Regions from separate parts of the Sus scrofa genome. Here all the other regions are linked to region 1. Evidence: chromatin contacts called from public Hi-C and promoter capture Hi-C data. All regions are on one chromosome and are shown on one strand. Each heading gives the region's core, a stretch centred on a gene start, on an enhancer-like site or on the middle of the called end of the contact. The rest is flanking DNA. Distances are from core to core; before and after follow the strand shown.

The links. Promoter capture Hi-C pulls out the DNA fragments that hold promoters and counts their contacts. A called contact is a pair of places that touch in the nucleus more often than the background predicts.
Region 2: a promoter capture Hi-C map of liver shows a contact between it and region 1, with 5 times the contacts expected there. The contact joins the promoter of ANGPTL3 here to the promoter of ATG4C in region 1. A contact is called at or near these places in 1 of 5 promoter capture datasets (liver), 2 of 47 Hi-C or Micro-C datasets (both in liver) and 1 of 2 datasets of contacts at active chromatin or transcription factors (alveolar macrophages).
Region 3: a Hi-C map of liver shows a contact between it and region 1, with 2.0 times the contacts expected there. The contact joins the enhancer-like site here to the promoter of ATG4C in region 1. A contact is called at or near these places in 1 of 5 promoter capture datasets (liver), 22 of 47 Hi-C or Micro-C datasets (alveolar macrophages, brain, embryonic fibroblasts and 11 more) and 2 of 2 datasets of contacts at active chromatin or transcription factors (alveolar macrophages and skeletal muscle).

Annotation. Positions count from the first base shown.
Region 1 is chr6:149,690,293-149,693,580 of Sscrofa11.1, forward strand. ATG4C (autophagy related 4C cysteine peptidase) reads right to left here and starts at 1,622. Exons shown (of 11, transcript NM_001190284.1): 1 at 1,523-1,622.
Region 2 is chr6:149,844,561-149,847,628 of Sscrofa11.1, forward strand. ANGPTL3 (angiopoietin like 3) reads right to left here and starts at 1,294. Exons shown (of 8, transcript NM_001003926.2): 1 at 983-1,294; 2 at 778-980; 3 at 65-175. The coding sequence starts at 1,271. The region is part of intron 14 of DOCK7 (dedicator of cytokinesis protein 7); the gene reads left to right.
Region 3 is chr6:149,923,477-149,926,460 of Sscrofa11.1, forward strand. DOCK7 (dedicator of cytokinesis protein 7) reads left to right here. Exons shown (of 48, transcript XM_021096551.1): 33 at 686-782. Among named protein-coding and RNA genes, the nearest start is that of USP1, 61 kb to the right of the region's middle. Within about 2 kb of position 1,470, at least 3 of the 83 cell types and tissues checked have an H3K27ac peak or open chromatin away from gene starts, as enhancers often do. A contact at or near this core is called in fetal liver and liver, where this site is marked.

The DNA.
Region 1 (3,288 bases), core at 372-2,871:
TAGGATAACCCCAATTAGACGGGTATGAGTATTAATATTTGTATTATACTGACACATAGGGATTATATTTGACTTCTAAAGAATAATTTTACTATTAGAATTTCTACAGTGCAACACTTAGAATAGAAGAAAGCTTCAAAGTTATTTAAGTTACATGGTCCCCAGAAAGGCAGGAAGTACAAAAATGTCTGTCTACACATTACTGAATAGTGTACCATGCTGTTTTACCAGATCTATCAAATATATAGAAATAGCTCATCAATAGTCACAAAAAATAAACTTTTTGATATACCTGTATTCTATTTTACAGAAAAAAAGAACATCAGTTAAGTGGTTTTTTAAACTATTTTTACTAAACTATAAAATTCCTTCTATTGGTTATTTTTTAACATTAAACAGTTCCCAAAATTTTACAGTGAAAGAATTGATAATTAATTCAATATAGCATCAGATTACTGGACTAATTAGAAACTCTTCCTCGTTCAGGGAAGACACTTTATTATTTTGCAAATTGGTATATACATAGACTTTACCTTCCAAAGCTTTTTCAATCCCTTTGGGTAATTTCAATGACTCACTAATTACAAATCATAAACAAGGGAGGAAAGGCATTCCCTTGTGTCTATCTATTAACTGATACAAAAATCATTGCACAAACCTCCACTGGGGACATATGCCTGAAGTAGGAAAAAAGAAAAAAAAAATCTCAGTTAAGATACGAAGAGCTGTAGGAGGAGGTATTCTCCACTAACGCAGGGTAGCAGCGAACCCCCTGCGAGAAAATAATCAATACAAAACGAAAATGTAAGCCAAAGAAATCTTAAGAAATATAAACTCAGTAAGTAGAGTCACGCTTAGCTAATCATTGGCGATCACTCTCCCATTCATCAGTTATCCTAAGAACGCAGATGAACCTCCAACCTAAAAAGCCCTTACATGTAGATAGAGGTGGAAGCGCTCAGGCTAAAAACCAAATAAAGTGACTGAACGTTAAGGTCTGGATGGAAAAGCATTTAGATATTCAGGCAAGTGTTATCAGAGTATGAATTAGTAAGAAGGGCCAAAAAAGGGATAAAGGAGTTAGGAATGAGAACACTGAGATCTTGAGCGTCTAATTTGTTTTCTTTCTTTTCTTTTAGATGGAGAGAAATAGGGAAGAAGTTAAATGGATGAGCTTAGGAGACAAGAGATCGTGCCTGAAACAAGAAAGAAAAGCTTCCAAAGAGAGGGCAACAGCTGCCCACAGGAAGGCTTAAGGTTTGTCAGTTCTGGATCTCAGGAAGAGTGAGGAGTCAGAAAACAAATGACACTAGACAGGAGCAGATGAGGGAGGCGCCAAATTCTGAAAGCCTACACGGTCTGCCACAGGGTCTCCAGTGAGTGCAAGGCCCCCCAAGAAACCTGGTCATTCGGGGACCAGAGACACTAAGCCCCAACCTTCTCCTGACTCCGCTAGCCTCAAGTCGACCCCTCACCGAAAACAGAACTGGAGAAGTGTAAACAATGTGTAGGAGCCACCAACCCGGGAAATGTTCCAGCTCTAGCAGCAGCCGCCAGAAGAGCTGCCAGCAAAAACGCAGACACTCCAACCTCTGCGCCGCAGCCACAGGCACCTCGAGCTTCCCGGCCACCGTAGTAAGAGGAACGCCCCACCCCCTCCTTCAAACCCAGCAGGACAGCCACTTCCGGGGCACTCAAGCTTACAGACTGGCGACAGCAATAGCAGGCGTCACCAGGCCCCTGGTTCGTTTACTTTGTCCATCCTTTTTCGCCCCGTTCACTACGTCAGACCATAAATCACCAATATAGCAAGGACAGAACCAAAGTATCCGTCTCTAAGCGGTGCCCGTGATAGACAAACTGCGTTATGCCCACCATGAGTTCCTATTGAACTGGACTTCAACTCCCAGCAGGCCATGCAATACCACGCCCCTCCCGCGCGGGACTACAAGATCCAGCATGCCCTGCGCCTCTTATTCCTCACTCCGCCCCTGACACCCGAAAACTCAAAGTGCGATTGCGGAGAATTTGTTAAATCCGTTGGACTAATGTACTCTTTTCTACCAAGCCCCACTTTGATTAAAAAAAAAAAAAAAACGGTATTCCGTCTTATCCTTTTGTGAAGTTACTCATAAACCAAGCTACAGTTGGAACTGTAGGTAAATTCTTGTAAAACATTAAGGAATATGTATACTTATTTTCCACATTCAGATTATTTTCTAGAATTGAAACCCAGGACAGTCTGCAAAGGCTTCTTACGAAATGGAAATTTCCATCCTTCCTCATAAGCGGTTTTGAGAGAAATACAAATTATTGCAAAGTTTGATCCTGTTTTGTCTTTGCAGTACCACCGGATTGTACTGGAACAAGGCTGCTAGACATGCTTCTGAATTGCATAGGAAATTATAATAAAAACTGGAAGCAAAAAATTAACATTCTGCACTACTGGACTATGGAACCATGTGGGAAAGAAAATCTTTCAGAATGCAAAGTTGAAAAGTTCAAAATTAGATTTGAGGAGTTCCTGTCCTGGCTCAGTGGTTAACGAATCCGACTAGGAAGATGAGGTTGTGGGTTCGGTCCTTGGCCTTGCTCAGTGGGTTAGGGAGCCGGCGTTGCCGTGAGCTGTATGTAGTGTAGGTCATAGATGCGGCTCAGATCCTGCATAGCTGTAGCTCTGGCGTAGGCTGGCGGCTACAGCTCTGATTGGACCCCTAGCCTGGGAATCTCCATAGGCCGCGGGAGTGGCCCTAGAAAATGCAAAAAGACAAAAAAAAAAAAAAAAAAAAAAAAAAAAAAAAAAAACTAGATTTGAAAAGGTTCTGAATTTTTTATGTGTTTAATGGTTTGAATATTATTTTCTATTAATAATTTCTATTATTAGTCTGACAAAAACAGGTAACCACAACTATTTATTTTTGTTATATGATAGGGCAACCAAATAACCAATTACACAAAGCTGTAGCAAATGTAACATTTCTTTTCTTTTTTTTTTTTTTTTTTTTTTTTTTTTGTCTTTTGCCATTTCTAGAGCCGCTCCCGCGGCATATGGAAGTTCCCAGGCTAGGGGTCCAATCGGAGCTGTAGCCTCCAGCCTACGCCAGAGCCACAGTAACGAGGGATCCGAGCCGCGTCTGCAACCTACACCACAGCTCACGGCAACGCCGGATCGTTAACCCACTGAGCAAGGGCAGGGACCGAACCCGCAACCTCATGGGTTCCTAGTCGGATTCGTTGACCACTGCGCCACGACGGGAACTCCAAATGTAACATTTCTTAAAGTGAGCT
Region 2 (3,068 bases), core at 44-2,543, 150 kb after region 1:
AGCATACAGTGTTCATGAACCTAAATCTATGTAAAAGATTGGAGATGATAAAATGCTGACTTACCTGGTTTTCTATTTCTTTTATTTGACTGTGCTGTTGGTTTAATTGTCTGTATTGTTCTTCCACAGTCTGAAGAAGGTCTCTGATGCTGTTGTCTTGCTGTTCCACAAAAGTCTAGACATAGATTGTAGGCTGGTTAGACGCTTCTTTCTTTTGTTAAATTAGACATTTTTTCCCCCTTAGAACACTATCGCAGTCTAATTTTTTAGAGCTAATACTGGATTAGAAAAATGAATTTTGGCAAACATTTTCCCTTGTATGCTGCTTTCACATAGTACATACTTTTGCTTTTGTATTGTATTTAAAATGTACCATCTCCAAAATCTGATTTCCTGAACTTCAATTAAATGAAAAAAGAAATTAATATATTTTTTTATTTTTATATTTTTGCTTTTCTATGTTTTAAACATGGGAGAATAGTTATAAGTTAAATTCCTTTAGCCTTTTACTTGCATCCAGGAATTTGCAATACTCTAATTTGTAATAATTTTCATCTGAAATGCAAAGTTTAGTTATTTTCATAAGTAATGTTAGGGAACATTAAAACTAACTTCAAATTAGAATGAGAATTTTTTTTTTTTCCTGGCGGTTTTTTTTCATGAGAAAAATACAGTATTTCGACAGTTCAGTAACATATTTCAAATAGCCTATCTTAAAATATTTTTAAAAATATTCACATTGAAAACAATCACAAATGCTCTTTGGTTTCTACTTACTTTAAGTGAAGTTATATCCGGGTGTTCCTGAATTTCAGGTTGATTTTTAATTAAATTGGTTAATTGATCTTCCAGATATCTTACTTTGTGTTGAAGTAGAATTTTTTCTTCAAGGAGACTTTCAACTTTTGAGTTGAGGTCAAGTGACATGTTCTTTACTTCTTCATTTTTGACTTGCAGTTTGAATGTAGTTCTTCTAAGTTCTTTTCTTCTTCTTTGATTTCATTGGTTTGCAGTGATAAGTCATAAAAAGACTGGTCAAATATGTTGAGTTTTTGAAATATATCATTAATTTGGCCCTTAGTCTTATGAACAAAGTCTTTAAGACCATGTCCTAACTGAAGTAGGCCATTGGCTAAAATTTTTACATCATCCAACATAGCAAATCTTGATTTTGGCTCTGGAGACACAGAGTCAAGTGATGAAGAGTCTTGGTCAATTCTGGAAGAAATAACTAGAGGAACAATAAGAAGAAAGAGCTTAATAGTGTACATTTTTATCCTAATTACTCCACTTTGAAATGATTTGGAATTTGTTTTTTTCCTATAAGCACACCTAGACTTCTAGACTCTCTAGTTAACATTGTTTGCTACATAAACAGTAAGGTTGGCAGGTGAATAGAGTTAATCATTAAGCTGTGTAAACTTGTATGAATGTAACCTTCCACATTGAGTTAGATCAATGCTAATTGAAGTCAAAGAAATAAGCAACTAACTTAATAGGTCATTTAAAATGATTATTGTATTTTAATTTTTTTAAAAGCTGATTTTGTCATTTTTAAAGAGATTTGCAAGTAAATACCAAACTCTTTTGACTGATAAATTCATCATTCAATTGAGTAAAAATTAGTGAATTAAGTATACGTTTCCCAAATTGTATTTTAGTTTCTTTGGAAAACAGTTTTCCATCTCCAAAAATGCCTTCTCTGCGAAGCCTTCTTCCATTTCTGCAGGTGGTATTAGTGGCTCTCAATGCTGCATTCCCATAGTACCCTTTATAATAAACCAACGTATGATTACATATTCCTTATTATTTGTCACTATAGTTGTGAGTGTATCTTTTTGCTTCAATGATCTATCTTAACTGTATTTGTATATTGTCACAAAATACTATACATTAAAAGGTATTTCATCCTTTTTTCCCATTATATTCTATGTCTCAATGGTCTAACCTTTTTTCTCTGGGCCCACTGGAAAGACCAATACATTATGTAATTTTCTAAGGTCAGCCAGAATTAAATACTTCCAGGGACAGAAACTATTTGCACATTACACATTTGTCTGAAGTTTTTGAGCTTGGTAACAATATTCGTGATATAAATTTAACAAAATAAAAAAATTAGTGGTATGTTTAAAAGTAAATGTTCCACTATGCTTCTAACTTATGTTTAAAAGGAAAAATACTAGGAGTTCCCGTCGTGGCGCAGTGGTTAACGAATCCGACTAGGAACCATGAGGTTGCGGGTTTGGTCCCTGCCCTTGCTCAGTGGGTTACGATCCAGCGTTGCCGTGAGCTGTGGTGTAGGTTGCAGACGCGGCTCGGATCCTGCGTTGCTGTAGCTCTGGCGTAGGCCAGTGGCTACAGCTCCGATTGGACCCCTAGCCTGGGAACCTCCATATGCTGCGGGAGCGGCCCAAAGAAATAGCACAAAGACCAAAAAAAAAAGAAAAATGCTAAATACTTCAGTTAAATTATAACTGATTATTTTTCTTTTTTTGAATTAAAGAATTTAATTCAATTCTAATCACTGATTATTTTTTTTGAGTGTTTATATTAAAAACTTTTTCAGAAAACAATCCCTTTAAATGACTTATCTTGGTAAATTAATACAGTAAAATTGTTAAGAGTATGGTCTTTGGAATCAGACTATGGTCTGGGTTCAAAGCCAGATCTAGCTGTCCTACCTTAGACAAGTTACTTAACCTCTCCATACCTCAGTCTCCTCATCTGTAAATTGGGGTATTTTTTATTGTGTATTTAATGATAATTAAAAGAAATAACTATGTCTGGAGCAGTCAGAACAGTGTCATGCAAATAGGGAGTATACAAAATATTAGTTATTATATCCATGAAATGACTTGTGTGTGTATGCATTTATAATCAGCCCTAATAAAAGAAATCCACTTTTTTGCAAAGGGAAAAGTTTTAACATAACGAATTTCAGTTTAAACTATAAATTATCAAGCAAAACTTTACAAAATGAAGCATTTCCAAATATCTGTTCTTAGAAATACTTCTTAGCATAAAATAGAGACCCTTTTGATGATTCAGGGTTTTTGATAGAATGGTTA
Region 3 (2,984 bases), core at 220-2,719, 230 kb after region 1:
TAAGTCAGGAACGTAAGTAGCGAGACTGCATATACAGTTGTACACAGACACGCAGTAACGGCAGTGTAAACGAGAGTGGAGAGGGTAGGAGATAAGGAAATGCAGGGTCTTATAAACTATAGTTAAGATTTTGGGAAAGTCAGTATTAGAAAATTTGCCTATTTAAAAGCGTGTTTATTCACATTGTAATCAGCTATATTTCAATAAAAATTTTTAAAGTGTGTTTTTGTGTTACACGTAGCAAATGTATTTCTTCTGTAATAGATAATTTTGAAGAAAAAGCACCATTGTTAGGTTTTTCTACTTGTACTGAAATAAAATGTATGAAATTAATCACATTGTGTTGTATTTCTTGTTTGCAAATATATACATAGGATATGATCCAACTGAAATAACTTTTTTTTTTTTGTCTCTTTTAGGGCCGCATGCACGGCATATGGAGGTTCCCAGGCTAGGGATCGAATCAGAACTGCGGGCCAGTGCCACAGCCACACAATGCAGCATCTGAGCCGTGTCTGTGACCTACACCATAGCTCACAGCAACACCGGATCCCTAACCCACCGAGCAAGGCCAGGGATCAAACCTGCATCCCCATGGATACTAACTAGTCAGATTCGTTTTCACTGAGCCACTGTGGGAACTCTAAATGACATTTTAAAAATGGTTTTGAAATTTGTTTGACAGAGAGAAGCCCATCTGGAAGTGCCTTTGGAAGTCAAGAAAATCTGAGGTGGAGAAAGGATATGACTCACTGGCGTCAAAACACTGAGAAGCTTGACAAGTAATATACTCTTAAATTTTATCTTACTGATAGGCTTGTTGGATTTCAAATGCAAGAGGAAAATGATTTTAGTATTATTTTAGTGTTATTTTATTAGGCATTCAAATCTTAGAAGACAAAATAGTTTTATTTTATTTTTAAATTTTAGATTTAAAAGAATTTGGGAGAAGAATTTTCATATGGTATATAGTAAAGCAAAGAGTTACACATTTTAAATGTTACTCCATTTCCCTCAATAGCCCTCCTTGGAAAATGTATTCTGCAACTTTTTTTTTTTTTTTTTTTTTTTTTTTTTAATGGTCACATCCATGGTGTTTGGAAGTTCCAGGACCAAGAATTCAATCCGAGCCATAGCTGACCTGTGCCTCAGCTATGGCAACACCAGATCATTAACCCACTGCACTGGGCCGGGGATTAAACCCTCACTTCCACAGCGGCCCAAGCTGCTGCAGTCAGATTTTTAACTCACTGCACCATAGTGGGAACTCCTTTGCAACTATTTTTAAAACATACTTTGGGTATCACTCTGAACCAAATAGCTCAAGAATGATAAAAAAAAAAAAAATAGAAAACTAATCTTTACCCTCTTAGAGTTTAAAATATAAAGAAAGACAAACAGTACAAGTGTTCCACTTCTAGCACAGAGGTAAACTAGGTCCACTGACTGACCCCACTGCCAAAAACAACTAAAAAGGCGCTTTTATGAGTCCAGGATCCTAAAGGACTGCATCTTCAGCATAAAGGGACCTGGAAATAAACCCTTCTCACTGCCCAGGTGACCACAGGTAAAATTGCTTGGCTTGGAGCTTGGCATTGTGTCAAGGGGCTAAACTTTGCCTGAGCATTTGCAATTTCGAGTTAGCCCTCAGGTACCTTGATTGGCCAAAAATTCTTTGAGAAGATGATGACCCATTTATTTGGGTTTGCCTAGTACTCCTACTTTTTGCAGTGACTGTCCCATCCCAGGGAACCCCTCAGTCCTGTCCTGAAGTGATCCAGGATAATTGATCACCCTCCCTGAAAATCAGCTTCAGCTTGGGCTTTAGAGGATTCTCACAGAATATTAGCTCTCAGACAGTAAAACTGTGAAACACAGGAAGCAAGGCCCTGCGCGAGCCAGCAGAGGGGAAAGCAGCAGACTCAGTACCATTAGATGAGTTTGGAATTCTCAGAAACTGCTTAGTCTTTTTAGGCTGCTTTGACACAATAGCACATACTGGGCCACGTTTAAAAACAGAAATTCATTTCTCACCGTTGTGGAGGCTGGGACGTTCAAGATTGCGGCAGATTTGTTGTCTGGTGAAGGCCTTCTTCTAGGTTACAGACTTCTTACTGTGTCCTTTTATAGTGAAAGGGCAAGCAAACTCCCGTGGACCTCTTTTATAAGAGGCTCTAATCCCATTCATGAGGACTCCGCCCTGATTACCTCACTACCTTCCAAAGGCCTCGCCTTCTGATACCATTACTTTGGGCACTAGATTTTCAACATTGGAAGAGGGACACATCTTCAGACCAGAGCAAATACTGAATATACTATAACTATGTTGAAATTCTTTTTTGTTTTGTTTTTGTTTTTGTTGTTTTTTAGGATAGCACCTGTGGCATATGGAGGTTCCCAGGCTAGGGGTCAAATCAGAACTACAGCTGCTGGCCAATGCCACAGCCACAGCAATGCAAGATCCAAGCCGAGTCTGCAACCTGCACCACAACTCATGGCAACTCCAGATCCTTAACCCACTGAGCGAGGCCAGGGATCGAACCTGCAACCTCATGGTTCCCAGTCGGATTCATTTCTGCTGTGCCACAATGGGAACTCCAGAATTCTTAAGTTTTAAGTGTCTGCTTTTCAGTCCTCTTTGTCCTTTTCCATGTCTTTTATTTTTCCACATGCGTTATATATGTTAGAAATCACAAAGCTCCCAGATACTATGATTAATGTATTGTTGTATTTCGGCACTCATGTTGTGTGTTCTCTTTGCTTATCTTACTACGTTTTAAGGAAGGCTTTTTTTTTGTGGGGAGGGGATATTTTTCTGATTCTTTTTGTTTAAATCATTTTTTTTTCATCATTGTTCTTCACAAAATCTCCCTGGGATTTTTAGTTTGTTTCTTTTTGGTTTTGGTTTTTTTTTTTTTGTTTTTTTTTGTTTTATTTCGTTCTGCTTTTTAGGGCTACACATGCAGCTTATGGAAGTTCCCAGA